Linked DNA regions of Sus scrofa: region 1 is linked to region 2. The links are chromatin contacts, called in public HiChIP or PLAC-seq maps. All regions are on one chromosome and are shown on one strand. The core of a region is the stretch at or near the end of the contact, and the rest is flanking DNA. Distances in the headings are between cores, read along the strand shown.

Region 1 (2,700 bases), core at 108-2,607, 54 kb after region 2:
CTCCCCTCAGCCCGACGCCTGGGGCCGAGGCGTGCCAGATTCAAGTGCGCACCAAGCGCGCTCGCAGCCGCCGTCCGCTGCGGAGCAGCCGGGGCGCGCCGTCTGCAGTTGCTGGGCTGTGCGCTCGGGCCCGTAGGGTGTGTGTGTGTGTGTGTGCGCGCGCGCGCGCGCCCGCCCGTGGTGTCTGTACTCACAAAGGTGTGTTTGCTAAACCCACTGCCCCCGGGTGCCCTCCACTACGAGCCCGATCACTCTCAGGCATGGACTGGTGTATCCGCAGCGCGGCCGCGGGGGCGACAAGGGCCGGTTCAAGTTCCCCAGCTCCGCGCCGGCGAGCGGGCCGGCTTCCTCGCCCGCGGGGCTGAGGAAGCGCGAGGGCGGGGCGGCTGTGGCTGGCTCCGGACGCAAGTCGCACTGCTACTGGGCAGGTTCGGAGCGCTCTGCGCTTTATCGGACACTTTGGCAGGCTCAGGAGCCGAGACAGAGCGGACTTGGAGCTCGGGGCTGGGTGCACTGCAGCCACGAGGGGCAGCGGGGCTGGTGCTCTCCTCCTCCGCCTAGGTTTGCAAAAGTGAACTGGAAAACAGCCGCGGAACGCAGCCTCCTCCCTTTTCTCCGGCGCCGCAGCCTGGGCTGGGGGTGGGGGGAGTTCCTCCGGTCTGACTGGAGGGGAAGCGGGCGGCCGGGCAGCTTCAGCCGCACCTCCTCCGCCTTCCTCTCCACCCCGGTCCCCGGGGTTCCACGCCGCATTTCTTTGTTTTGAAAGCGCCTCCTCCGCCCAGAGGCTTTTCCCCCGGCGGGCAGGCTCTGATGGGGGGGTGGGGCATCGACCCGCCGGCCCCGCCCTCCATTTAGCTCGGACACCTCCTCCTTACTCACCTCCTATCTCCCCTTCCCTCCCCGCTGCGACCCACGAGGCGCGTCCTCACTTGCAGGACATCAAAGGATGGCAGGGAATTGGAGGGGTAAGTTGAGTAGGCTAGGGGCGCAAAGACCCACCCACCTTAGGCCAGGCCTGGCGGCCCGCCCCCTCCCGCGGGAACCCTGCCAGAGCCCCGCCCCTCCGCGTCACAGCAGCCTGACATTCTCACAACCCCACCGGCACCCAACCCCACCGCCCCCGCTACCCTGGTGTCCGCGGAGTGCTCTATTTATGTTTCAGCCCAGCGATTTGCATAGGGCCCGCCCCTGGCCCTAGGTCCCCCTATCGGTGCCCCGCCTCAGCCAGGACGTCATGGAGAAGGCCTCGCCTCTTGTGCCCATACAAGGAGCGGCGGGCCCTAGATGGCAGCGTGGCGTCGCGGCGGCGTGTGCGTGTCGCGCTTCCTTGTGCCGTTTATAGGGTCTCGGCACTTCCGCTGTCGGGTTAGAAGCGGCGCGGTCATGGCGGAGCGCGGACAGCAGCCTCCTCCCGCGAAACGGCTCTGCTGCCGGCCGGGCGGCGGCGGCGGCGGCGGCAGCGGCGGCGGGGCCAGCAGCGGCGGCGGAGGAGCGGGTGGCGGTTACAGCTCTGCCTGTCGGCCGGGCCCGCGGGCGGGCGGTGCGGCGGCAGCGGTGTGCGGGGGCGGCGCAGCGTTGGGGCTGCTGCCACCGGGCAAGACCCAGAGCCCCGAGTCGCTGCTGGACATCGCTGCGCGCAAGGTGGCTGAGAAGTGGCCGTTCCAGCGCGTGGAGGAGCGCTTTGAGCGCATCCCGGAGCCGGTGCAGCGCCGCATCGTCTACTGGTCCTTCCCCCGCAGCGAGCGGGAGATCTGCATGTACTCGTCCTTCAACACCGGCGGCGGCGCCGCGGGCGGCCCCGGCGACGACAGCGGCGGCCCCGGCGGCGGCGCGGGCGGCGCGGGCGGCGGCGGCTCCTCGTCCTCGCCGGCCGCCACCTCGGCCGCCGCCGCCGCCGCCGCTGCCGCCGCCGCCGGGGCCGGGGCCCCGTCGGTGGGGGCCGCCGGGTCGGCGGACGGCGGCGATGAGACACGGCTGCCCTTCCGCCGGGGCATCGCGCTGCTGGAAAGCGGCTGCGTCGACAACGTCCTGCAAGTCGGTGAGTCACGGGGCAGTCTGGGGGCCGTCTGTCCGTCGGTCAGTCCCTCAGGGGGGCGCCCGCCCCCTCCCCTCTGGGCAGCCCCTCAGCGCAGCGCGCGCCCGCACCCCGCCCGGTGCCCTCACCGGCCCGGACAGTCCTCCTGAGTGGAGCGCCCATTTCCTCCCCGCCCCTCCCCGCCCCCTGTCTCCCCGGACGGGCCAGCGCGAGTGGGAAATGAATCAGCAGGACGCGCCCCGCCGCGGGGTCGGCGGGGTGGGTGTCGGGTGCTCCCGGTCCCCTCCATTCCTCCCCCTCCTCCCCCGGAGCACGTCCTGGAGCCCTGCTCGCCTGTTTTGGGGGGTGAATGTGGACAAAGGCACCGGCGGACGGCCGGGCTCCGGCGGAGGGTGTGTGTGGCGGGGCCGTGCGGGGCGGGGGAGGGGGCGCGGGCCGCACAGACAATGCCGGCCGGTGCCGAGCGGGCGGCCGGGCCGAGCTCTATGCTCTCTCTCCTCTCTTTCCTTGTCTGTGGCTCGCTGAGCGTCTTTCTTTCTCCTCTCCCCCTCCCTCCCCGCCCCCTCGATTTGAGGGGAGGAAAATACATTTTAATGCCACTCGGCGGCCGCTCCTCTCAGGGCTTCGACGGGCTGGCGGCCGTGGCGCTCCAGGGGTCGCTGCGG
Region 2 (2,869 bases), core at 370-2,869:
AGAGACAGGCCACTGGGGTTGCTTCCAGAAAGAAGGACTGGAGAGCTGGGCTGCTGGGATTGAGCACAGACATACAGGTCAACCTATACCCTGCGATATTTCTAAATCATGACATGTGTTTCTTTTTTGATTTAAAAATATTCGCTTTTTAATTTTCTTTTTTTTTTATAGCAACCTCCATTGTCTTCTACCCTCCTATCCTGTAAACTTCCCTCTCATGTTTAATCTTATCTTGCCTTCCACTAACAGAAAAAAATCCTCAGTGAGAACATCTTCAAACCCTTTCACATTTTCTTTTTTTTTTCCCTAGTCCCTGAGTCCCCTCCCCAGCCTCCTTCAAGACCAAGCCTCTTTTTGCTGAACCCTCAGCCCCTCTGTGTCCTCCCAAATTTTTATCATTGCTATTTAAATTCTCCAGAGTCTCCTTGATCTTAAACCACCCCCAGCATCTCCCCCGCCCCTTCTTTTCCCTTCTATGGTTAAACGTCTTGAGAGCGTTGTCTACACTGTTCTCTTCCTCGTGCTCACTCTGCAACCTGGCTTCTCCCTCCACTATCCCCCTGAACTTGCCCCTTCAAAATCACAAGTGACTTCCACGTTGCTAAAATCATCGGACATTTCTTTTTGGGCACCTACACCTATTCTTGAGCATGCTCATTTATTCCTTCAGTTAACTTCAGTTACCATGTCTATGTCTTTAATTTGAATTCTTCAATGAACTAACTAACTATATACTCTCTCCTACGGGCACATCGACCTCAGCTTGCCAAAACCTGTCTCCACCCACCCCAGCCCCAGTGTTCTTTCTCTTAGTGGATGTCTCTGTCATCCATCTGATGGGCCAAGCCCGAGACTTGGGAGTCATCCTGTTACCTTCTGTGTCTCCTGCTCTCCCATAACCAACCTTCCAGTTACCCTATGAATCTGCTCCTTCAGCTACCATCCTAGTTCAGGCCATTGTTTTCTCTGTCATTCCAACAGCTTCTCCTCAATCAATTCTCCACACTCACTGCTGTAACCTTTTTAATGGGTTCCTCCTAACCTCAGGATAAATTCCTTAACAAGCTTACACGGCCCTTCACGACAAGTCAGTATGACTGATTCACCAACCACCCCCTTGTTTCTAAGTTCCAGGCCTACTGAACTTGCAAAATTTTTAATACCTTGTTCTTGTTCACCTCTGAGTCTTTTGAATACGTTGCTCCCTCTGACTGGAAGTCTCTTTTCCTCTTCTCTTCTCCTTAGTAACTTCTACTCATCATTCAGGTCTGAGCTTAAAGATTTCTTCCTCCAGAAACTATAATGTAATTGCTTCTTTAGTTCTGATTCCTCCACATGATTGAAATTTAAGGTGGAGTTTATGCCCTCCTAGAACATCACTGTGCTCCCTGCTACAGTCTGTGGCACATAGTAAGCGCCAAATCATCACCGCACGAATTAATGAAAGCATAATCAACCTCCATTTCACAATGCATTTTAACAAAGAAGCATAAATGGAGTCTTGCTGCTTTTGTGGAATCACTAGGGGGAAATAGCTTAGCCAGAGGTACCCTACAGAGTTAGAATTACAATTCTGACTAATTTGCTAGAACTGTCCCTCTGGTGATATATTTTAGAATTGAAAGAAATTTTGCAATAGTAGATGACTTCATCTTCCTTTTTAAAACTGTGAGTGTGTGTGTGTGTGTGTGTGTGTGTGTGTGTGTGAGAAAGAGCGAGAGAGAGAGAGAGAGTGAGCAAGAGAGAGGGGGAGAGAGAGGGAGAGAGGGAGAGAGAATAACCTTGCCAAATTGGTCTTTGTAGTCCAGTAGTTTGAACCAGAAATCTGTGAAAAGATTGTTCTTTAGGAAGTTTTCCAAAAACTATCCTGAGGCAAGACTTAAATAACTATGTATTTTAAAATGTACTTTAGTGGCAGCTATAGACAAATGGAGTTTGTATTGTTTAAGAAATTTAAACATGTAAATACCTAAAGTGCATTGTTGAAATAAAGTGATAGATACATTCCAAGGCTCAAGGCTGACCAATGTCGGGATTAAGAATGCCAGCTGTTGGCAGAAGACAAAGTGTTTGGAAGCTAGAAAACATGGCTTTTTTTCTCAAATTAATTCTGGGAAGCGGGGAATAAAATCAATGAACATGTGAATCCAAGTAATCTTCAGACAGAATTTCTAGGAATGCAGTCAGAGTGGAAGTAAAATTTTTAGAAACTAAAAGAATTAAACATCAATTTGAATAAATAAATAAAGCAGAAAAAGAAATGACATAGATCTAGCTTTTGAAAGAAGAGAACTAAAGTAGTTAGTTATTAGCAGGAATTCCCAGTAAGAGGAAGAGAAAGCAAGCAAACATGCTGAGTGCTCACAATGAATTATCAAAGCTGTTTTGTAAAGAAGTTACCAACCAAACCACGCTCTCCACCTCAAACCTGGCCCCTTGAAGGCTCTCTAGACCTGGAGCTGCATCCCCTCCCACCTTATCTACCCAGAAACCTGGGACACCCCATACCCCAACTGCTGGTCTGAGTCCTGCCAGTTCTTCGTGCTTACTAGCTCCAGGGTCTGTCCACAGCCAACAGTTTGGTGCAGACCCCTGCTCTGTCTCCTGTCTGGCCCACAGGCAGGAAGGAGCCTCTGTGCTGTACCAGTCAAGCAGTGGGCTCCACAGATGGACTGCCTAGGTCATAGCCTGCTTCTAGCACTTACTAGCCAGGCAACAGTGGCCCAGTTGTTTTGTGTCTCAATCTTCTCATCTGTGAAAAGAGGGGATAATAGCACCCTGGCCTGTGGTCTGTAAGAGTTAGAGATAATGTGAATAAATTTCCTAAAATAATACTTGGTCCATGGTTCTGTGTTTCCATAAACATTAA

What was found. HiChIP or PLAC-seq counts read pairs in DNA pulled down with a chosen protein or histone mark.
Region 1: an H3K27ac HiChIP or PLAC-seq map of alveolar macrophages shows a contact between it and region 2. The contact joins the promoter of ZSWIM6 here to the enhancer-like site in region 2. A contact is called at or near these places in 6 of 47 Hi-C or Micro-C datasets (alveolar macrophages, blood, embryonic fibroblasts and 2 more) and 1 of 2 datasets of contacts at active chromatin or transcription factors (alveolar macrophages).

Annotation. Positions count from the first base shown.
Region 1 is chr16:40,104,142-40,106,841 of Sscrofa11.1, forward strand. It overlaps ZSWIM6 (zinc finger SWIM domain-containing protein 6), which reads left to right and starts at 1,358. Exons shown (of 14, transcript XM_021076973.1): 1 at 1,358-2,038. The coding sequence starts at 1,384. It overlaps LOC110257311, which reads left to right and starts at 2,045. Exons shown (of 1, transcript XM_021076974.1): 1 at 2,045-2,700. The coding sequence starts at 2,482.
Region 2 is chr16:40,050,277-40,053,145 of Sscrofa11.1, forward strand. The region is part of intron 5 of LOC102161888 (a long non-coding RNA gene); the gene reads left to right. Among named protein-coding and RNA genes, the nearest start is that of ZSWIM6, 54 kb to the right of the region's middle. Within about 2 kb of position 1,620, at least 5 of the 83 cell types and tissues checked have an H3K27ac peak or open chromatin away from gene starts, as enhancers often do. A contact at or near this core is called in alveolar macrophages, where this site is marked.